2 separate regions of the Mus musculus genome follow, and region 2 is linked to region 1. The links are chromatin contacts, called in public capture Hi-C maps. All regions are on one chromosome and are shown on one strand. Each heading gives the region's core, a stretch centred on a gene start, on an enhancer-like site or on the middle of the called end of the contact. The rest is flanking DNA. Distances are from core to core; before and after follow the strand shown.

Region 1 (3,055 bases), core at 168-2,667:
TACCCTAGCACTTGGTGCCCTGGGTTCTATATGCGGGCCTACTAAATAAATGCCTAAACAAACCTGATGGTGCCTTTAGTTTTAGGCACATTATAACTCAATTAGAAACAAAAACTGTTGTTCTTTTTAAAAGTGTCTCCTGTGACCTGAAACTTCTGATTCACCCACCTCCTCCTCTCCAATCGTGGAGTCGCAGGTGGGAACCACCTCACTGTGTTTATAGGGTCCTGCACAAGCTCTCTATTTTCTGAGCAACACCCCACCCCAGCCCGATAAGAGTAGTTTTTAAGAGACACCGATCCTGGCCTTTTGTCCTTTTTTTCAACAGACACAAGCACTGGTCTGTATTATCGGGTCTGGACAACACCTAAATGTTTAAATGCTTACTGAAATTCCTGTATAACTAACTCTTCCTCTCAGGTGAGTAAGGGGAGTTTGAAACCAGCTGTGGTCCAAGAAGACTCCACTTTGCCAACTACTGTGTCCTCTGGTTGGTCTCCCTGCCAAGCCCCGGTAGGAAGCTGGAGGAAGGGGACCGCTGGAGTGGGATAGATCCCCATACAAGGGAGGTTGCGGGTATGAAGAGGCTCAAGTGGGGTGAGGCCAAAGGCAGAGGAGGTTGCCACGGGGATGGGGGTGAGCAAGAGGTTGTCAGGCAGTGTGGGGAAAGAGAGGCTGCAAGCATGAGAAGCTATGGGGTTAGGGGGAGGTTGGGGGGGGGGGGGTTGAGGAGACAGGGAGGCTGCAGATAAAAGGAAAGCTGCAGGTGGGCATGGGAAGGCTGGAGGCCCGCATAGGGGTTGCAAGCATGGGCAATGCAAAGGCATGTGTGGGCGCATGCACGTAGGGATGCCCAGCTCACTGGGAGCTGAACACTGGCCTGCGTGGCAAGCGCAGCACTCCGTAGGTGTTGAGGCCCGGTACGTCGAAGCCCGGCGCCAACCCGTGGCGATCCAGTGGGTAGAACCGCACCAGCTGGCCGTGCTGGGACTCCAGAGACAACCAGGCGTCGGCGAGCGGCAGCGCGCACGGGAACTCGCGCGCCACGTGCAACTGGAAGACGCGGCCGCGCACGTGGCGCAGGGCGAGCGATCGGAAGGCGGCGGGCACGAGCGCCTCCACGCGCGGCCCAAACTGGCGCAAGCGCAGCTCGCCACGCGGCCCGGCGGCGCGCACCTCGTAGAAGGTGCGGTTGGCGAAGGTGAAAAAGCCAGCGAACGGGCGCGCGCGGGGCGGGGGCGCGGGGGCAAGCTCAGCCTCTCGCAATGCGCGCTCCAGGGCTGGCAGCAGCGTATCCAGGGCGTCAGCCACCAGGTCGCGCGTGGGAGGGCGAGGCCCGGCTAGCAACAGCACAAATCCCAAGCGCAGCGGTGGCACGAGCGCCAGGCTGGCGGCATAGCCGTCCAAGTCGCCATCCTTGCGCGCCACGCGGTATCCACGCCTCTCGTGGAACTCCCAGGGTGTACCGGTTTCACTAGCAAAGTAGCCGTGGGCGCAGGCGCGTAGTGGTGCTAGCAATGTGGCCAGGCTGTCGGGCCGTAGCAGCCGTCGGGGACCTGCACCCAGGAGCGCAGCCGCAAGCCTGGCCAGGTCTGCAGCTGTCGAGTACATCTGGCCCGATGGCCGGTACCAGCCCAGATCGTAGAGCGGGGCGGACCTGCCGCTGCCATAGAAGCCAGCAGCCAGACGTGCACGCACTGTTCCTGTCAGTGCAAAGCCGGTGTCACTCATCCCCAGCGGTTCCAGCACCTGCTCAGACACCCAGCGCTCATAGTCGCCCTGTGCCCTGTGCGCAGCCAGCACATGGGCTAGGAGAGAGAAGGCCAGCGTGCTGTAGTGGCATCTGGAGGGAGAAAGGGGGCAAGGATAGGGTGCTCTACATGATCTCCAGGACAGTGTGGTGGCACCAGGAGGGAGAGAAAGGAAGCAAGGCCAGTCTAGTATTTGGCGAAGCAGAGGGAAATCTGGCCCTGTCCACTTGTCTTATCCCTCACTCCCTACCCCAAGTTCGCAAAGCTAAACTTCCTGTTCATAGGTCAGACCTTTCTTTAACTGTTTACTATTGATATCCATCATGGCAAAACTCTATTTGTGTCGTTTATTTCTTCGCTGTGACTCCCTCACCAGTGCAAACTGTAAAAAGGGCCTTCGTCATTGTGGTGGATTAAATTTGCTTGGCCCTTGGGAAGTAGAACTATTAGGAGGTGTGGCCTCATCGGAGGAGGTGTGGCCTCATTGGAGGAATTGTAGGTGGGCTTTGAGGCCTCCTATGCATAAGCTCCGCCCAGTATGGCATTACAATCCCCTTCTGCTGTTTTCAGCTCAACATGTAGAATTCTCAGCTCCTCCAGCACCCTATCTGCCTGCACACTGCCTTGCTTTCCATTATGATGATAGTGGACTCAACCTCTGAAGCTGTAAGCCATTTGAACTTCAAATGAAATGTTTTCCTTTATAAAAGTTGTTTTGGTCATGGTGTCTCTACACAGCAGTAAAAACCTAACTTAAGATGTGTTTGCTGCTGTAGCCAGATGCAGTCTCCTTGATTGCTTCTGGTGTCTTGTTTTTGGTTTTGGTTGGTTGCTTTAGAAAATCTCATTGTGTAACCTAAACTGGCCTGCATCTCTCTAGTCCCTGTCTCTGCTTCCCAAATGTTATGATTAAGTAGATTCTTTTTTGTTTTTTTAAGATTTATTTATTTTATGTATAAGAATGTTCTGTCTGCATGTACACCTGTGTGCCAGAAGAGGGCATCAGATCCCATTATTGAGAGCCACTATGTGGTTGCTAGGAATTGAAGTCAGGACCTCTGGAAGAACAGCCAGTTCTTAACTGCTGAGCCATCTCTCCAACCCCCAAGTAGACTCTTAATAAATCCAGTTGATGAGGGACAGGGAGACTGGAACAGACCTGGGTTCTGGGTCCAGCTCTCCCAAACCTTGCTATGCTTGCCCCTACAGGCTTTAGTCTTTCTGGGTATCTGATGGACTCTATTCAGCGATCCCCAGAACCTTCCTGACTCTGACCATCTGGTAGGATGTGTGGCTGGACTTCA
Region 2 (3,149 bases), core at 624-3,123, 230 kb before region 1:
ATGTAGAATATCTCCCACAGACTCACATGTTTGAACACTTGGTCCCCAGCTAGTGAATGTGGGTCATTTTAGTGGGCCTTGGAGGTTAAAGCCAGGCCCCAATTCCAGTCTGGGCTCCCTGCTTACCATCTCCTGCTACCACAGACTCTGTGGTTCCAGGCCTTCTCCCCCCCCCGGCCCCCCCCCACATGATGTGTGTCTGTGTCTCATGAACTCCGAGCCATCATAAACCCCTCCTGCTTAAATTGCTTTGGCCAGCAATTTGGTCACAGTGATATGGAAGTAATTGACACGGGTGGCATTGGGCCTGACTGACCAGCCCACAGAGGCAGCCTGGCATGCAGAAGGGCCAGTCCTAGCCCGAGCGCCCCCCCATAGGGCTTTGAGAGCTACCCCTTCTCCCTTTGAGACACATTTTCCCAGTCTGTAAGAGTATGGCCACCAGAGCTCTGGCACACACAAGAGTGTGCTAAGGAGAAGTGTCCTTGCCTAGAGTTAACACAGTGTAGACTCTCCTGACAGAAGCTCTTGAGCTGTTGGAAGCCTGAGGAGATAGAAAGCCAGGCCTAGGGCCTAAGTCCCCCCATCACAGCCTGGGCCCAGTGAAGGTGACCTGCAGTGTGGCTCTGAGATGCTGTGAGGCTGTGGAGGGGGTCTGGGGTCCCTTTGCTCAAAGGCAAAATTTACCATAAAGAAGACAGCTAGCATGGTCTCCTTCCTCTAAACCCTGTTCTAGGTGCTTCCAGAGTCTGGATGAAGCCTCACCAGGTAGGGAAGGACATTAGGCCATTTTCCCATGGACGGAAACTGCGTGAGGGAAGAGAGAACCTACACAGAGCCTCACCGCTCAGCTCAGGGAACATGGGTACCAAGCCACTCTTTGGAAGCACCTAATGAGGACCCGGCTGTGCATCGACACTTTGCAAGGCTATTGTCACCAGCATGAGAAGAAGGCCGTACTGCTCCATCCCTTCCAAAGCAGGATGGTGCAAAGGACCATGAAGGATTCTTTGACACCAAGGCTCTAAAAGGCTGCTGGGAGGTTCTTCTGGTGGCATAAGAGTCATATCCAAGACAAGTCTCTCACGGAGCACCTGCTGTGTCCCAGCACCTGCTGTGTCCCACGCTATGTAGTGAACCAGTGCTGAGGATGTGTTATCATCCCATTTTACAGGTAATGAAACTGAGATTCAGACAGGTGGAGTCACTCACGGGTTCACATTTAGCAGAAGCCAAACTCAGTAGTTCTCGTGTCTGGGAGGCTCCCCCTGCCCCCCGCCTCGACACTCATCCCCCCAGACAGACACTTGCCCCCCACCCCCCAGACAGACACTTGTCCCATCTAGCCTTTGGGCTCCAGATCCAGGACACACAGGCAGCTGCCACATGGCCCTGTCTCACGCAGCTTCCTCCCAGAATCCCCTAAGGGGTTAGCCTCCCAATGGCTCTGATTTGTCCCTCGGACCCACATTAAGAAGCACAGCCCTGCTCCTTGATCTGACAAATTGATTCTCTGCTCAGTGTTCTTGCTCCAGATAGTAAATTACTCATAAAAGATTCGCTCTGTCCCCAGAGTAGCCTCTTCCTCCCTGTGCCCAAAGCTCCCCCTGTACAGCCATGTTCAGTGCCCCATCTTGGGGGATCTGGGTGCCCTACAAAAGAAGGGAGCAGCAGAGCCTGGATTTTTCAGGAGGGAGGAACTTGTCTGTACCTTCATTCAAGAGGATCCCCAGATTGTACCTGAACTGACTGTTCCCCCAAATTCTCAGACAGAGGGTATGGAGAGTTCCTCAAGATAAGGCCAGGGGTGACCGGGAATAGATTCCCATTGTCTGAAGGGGAGTGGTCTCTTCTCTCCTCTTCCCTCGACCCTCGGTTGCCATGGCAACCACGGTGGGGGGTGGGCAGCTGGACCGATTGCTCTCGGCCAGGCTACCCAGCATGCTCTGCTCTCACCCAGTTTTCTCCCTCACTGCCCTCAGGCGGGTAGGGGGTGGGGGGTGATCCTGCTCTTTCCAAGTCAGTCAACGGTTCATGTCCAGGGTCATCCCGTTCAATCCCCTGCCTTCGGGCAAGACGGTATCCCCTGCATACCTCCCAAGACGGGGGTGGGGGAGGCTTTTATGAGTATAGTTTGACAAGGAATGACTGAGGTTCTCCCTTGAGGCCTCCAGAGTTAATGAAGTCAGTTAAAACCCGGGATTAGAGGGTCGGGGTCATGGGTACAGCCTGTTTGCAGAGTAAAACCCACCCCACCCCTAGCTCCCACCAGCTGTTTCAGAAATGCCTGATGCTAGTAGTCTAGGAGACCGGTAAGAGTTGGGACAGGTCCTGGCAACCCACCTGATACCCATGATCTCTGTCCTTTCCTGTGCATACCCTGCAGCCTGGGAGCCTTGCCTCCTTCCTCTCCAGCTAAAGACCTGTTTTCACAATAGTGCAGGCTACGTGAGTAAGCCCTCAAACCCAGGATGTCTTTCACAAATGTGAGGGGAAAAAAACAAAAAACAAAGAACATTTGGGTTGGTCTCTGTGATGGCTCCACCAGGTTCGAATTTGCCCAAAATGAGTCTGTCTCCCCCTTTTAAAATGTCTCTCTGCCCCATTGCTGGTCAGCGTGGTGACTCTTCTGGGAATGCCAGAACTCTGGAGGTTGAGGCGGGTGGAAAGCCATGCGTTCCGGGCCACCCTGGGCTACACAATGCTGTTGCTTTTTCCTTCTGGTCCTGCCTTGTTCTCCAGAGTACCACGGTTACAGGCATGCGCCTCTCAGCCCAGTACCTTTTTCACTGTGTTAACGTTGTGTAGTGTGTCCCTTCTTCCTCTGTAGTTAACTGTCCTCTGTAAACAAATGATTTGGAAATCTTAATGCTTGCCTTTGGTCAAGAGCAAGACGCTGGTGTGTAGGTCAGTAGCAAAGCATTTGCCTAGCATGCCCAAAGGCTTGGGTTCTAACCCAGCCCTGGAGAGAGAGGCTTTATTACTTTATTACAGCTGACTGTGCCTTGGCAGACAGAACTATATCATATGGGACTTTATAAATAGCCCAAGTGAAGTAGGCTTAAAACAAACTGTAAGAGCCAAACTTCCTGAGTTCAAATCCAGGCTCCGTTACTTATTAGCTGTGTGACCCTGGACAAGTTACTTAC

The links. Capture Hi-C pulls out chosen DNA fragments and counts their contacts.
Region 2: a capture Hi-C map of embryonic stem cells shows a contact between it and region 1, with 7 times the contacts expected there. The contact joins two enhancer-like sites. A contact is called at or near these places in 1 of 39 promoter capture datasets (embryonic stem cells), 1 of 15 datasets of contacts at CTCF or cohesin (embryonic stem cells), 24 of 484 Hi-C or Micro-C datasets (the G1E-ER4 cell line, LSK cells, Th17 cells and 11 more), 13 of 115 datasets of contacts at active chromatin or transcription factors (craniofacial prominence, embryonic basal ganglia, embryonic forebrain and 8 more) and 2 of 9 other capture datasets (embryonic stem cells and pancreatic islet).

Annotation. Positions count from the first base shown.
Region 1 is chr4:136,635,888-136,638,942 of GRCm38.p6, reverse strand. It overlaps Lactbl1 (lactamase, beta-like 1), which reads right to left. Exons shown (of 8, transcript NM_001243262.1): 8 at 833-1,843. The coding sequence ends at 859. Among named protein-coding and RNA genes, the nearest start is that of Lactbl1, 15 kb to the right of the region's middle. Within about 2 kb of position 1,417, at least 76 of the 459 cell types and tissues checked have an H3K27ac peak or open chromatin away from gene starts, as enhancers often do.
Region 2 is chr4:136,864,050-136,867,198 of GRCm38.p6, reverse strand. No RefSeq gene overlaps it. Among named protein-coding and RNA genes, the nearest start is that of C1qb, 21 kb to the left of the region's middle. Within about 2 kb of position 1,873, at least 19 of the 459 cell types and tissues checked have an H3K27ac peak or open chromatin away from gene starts, as enhancers often do.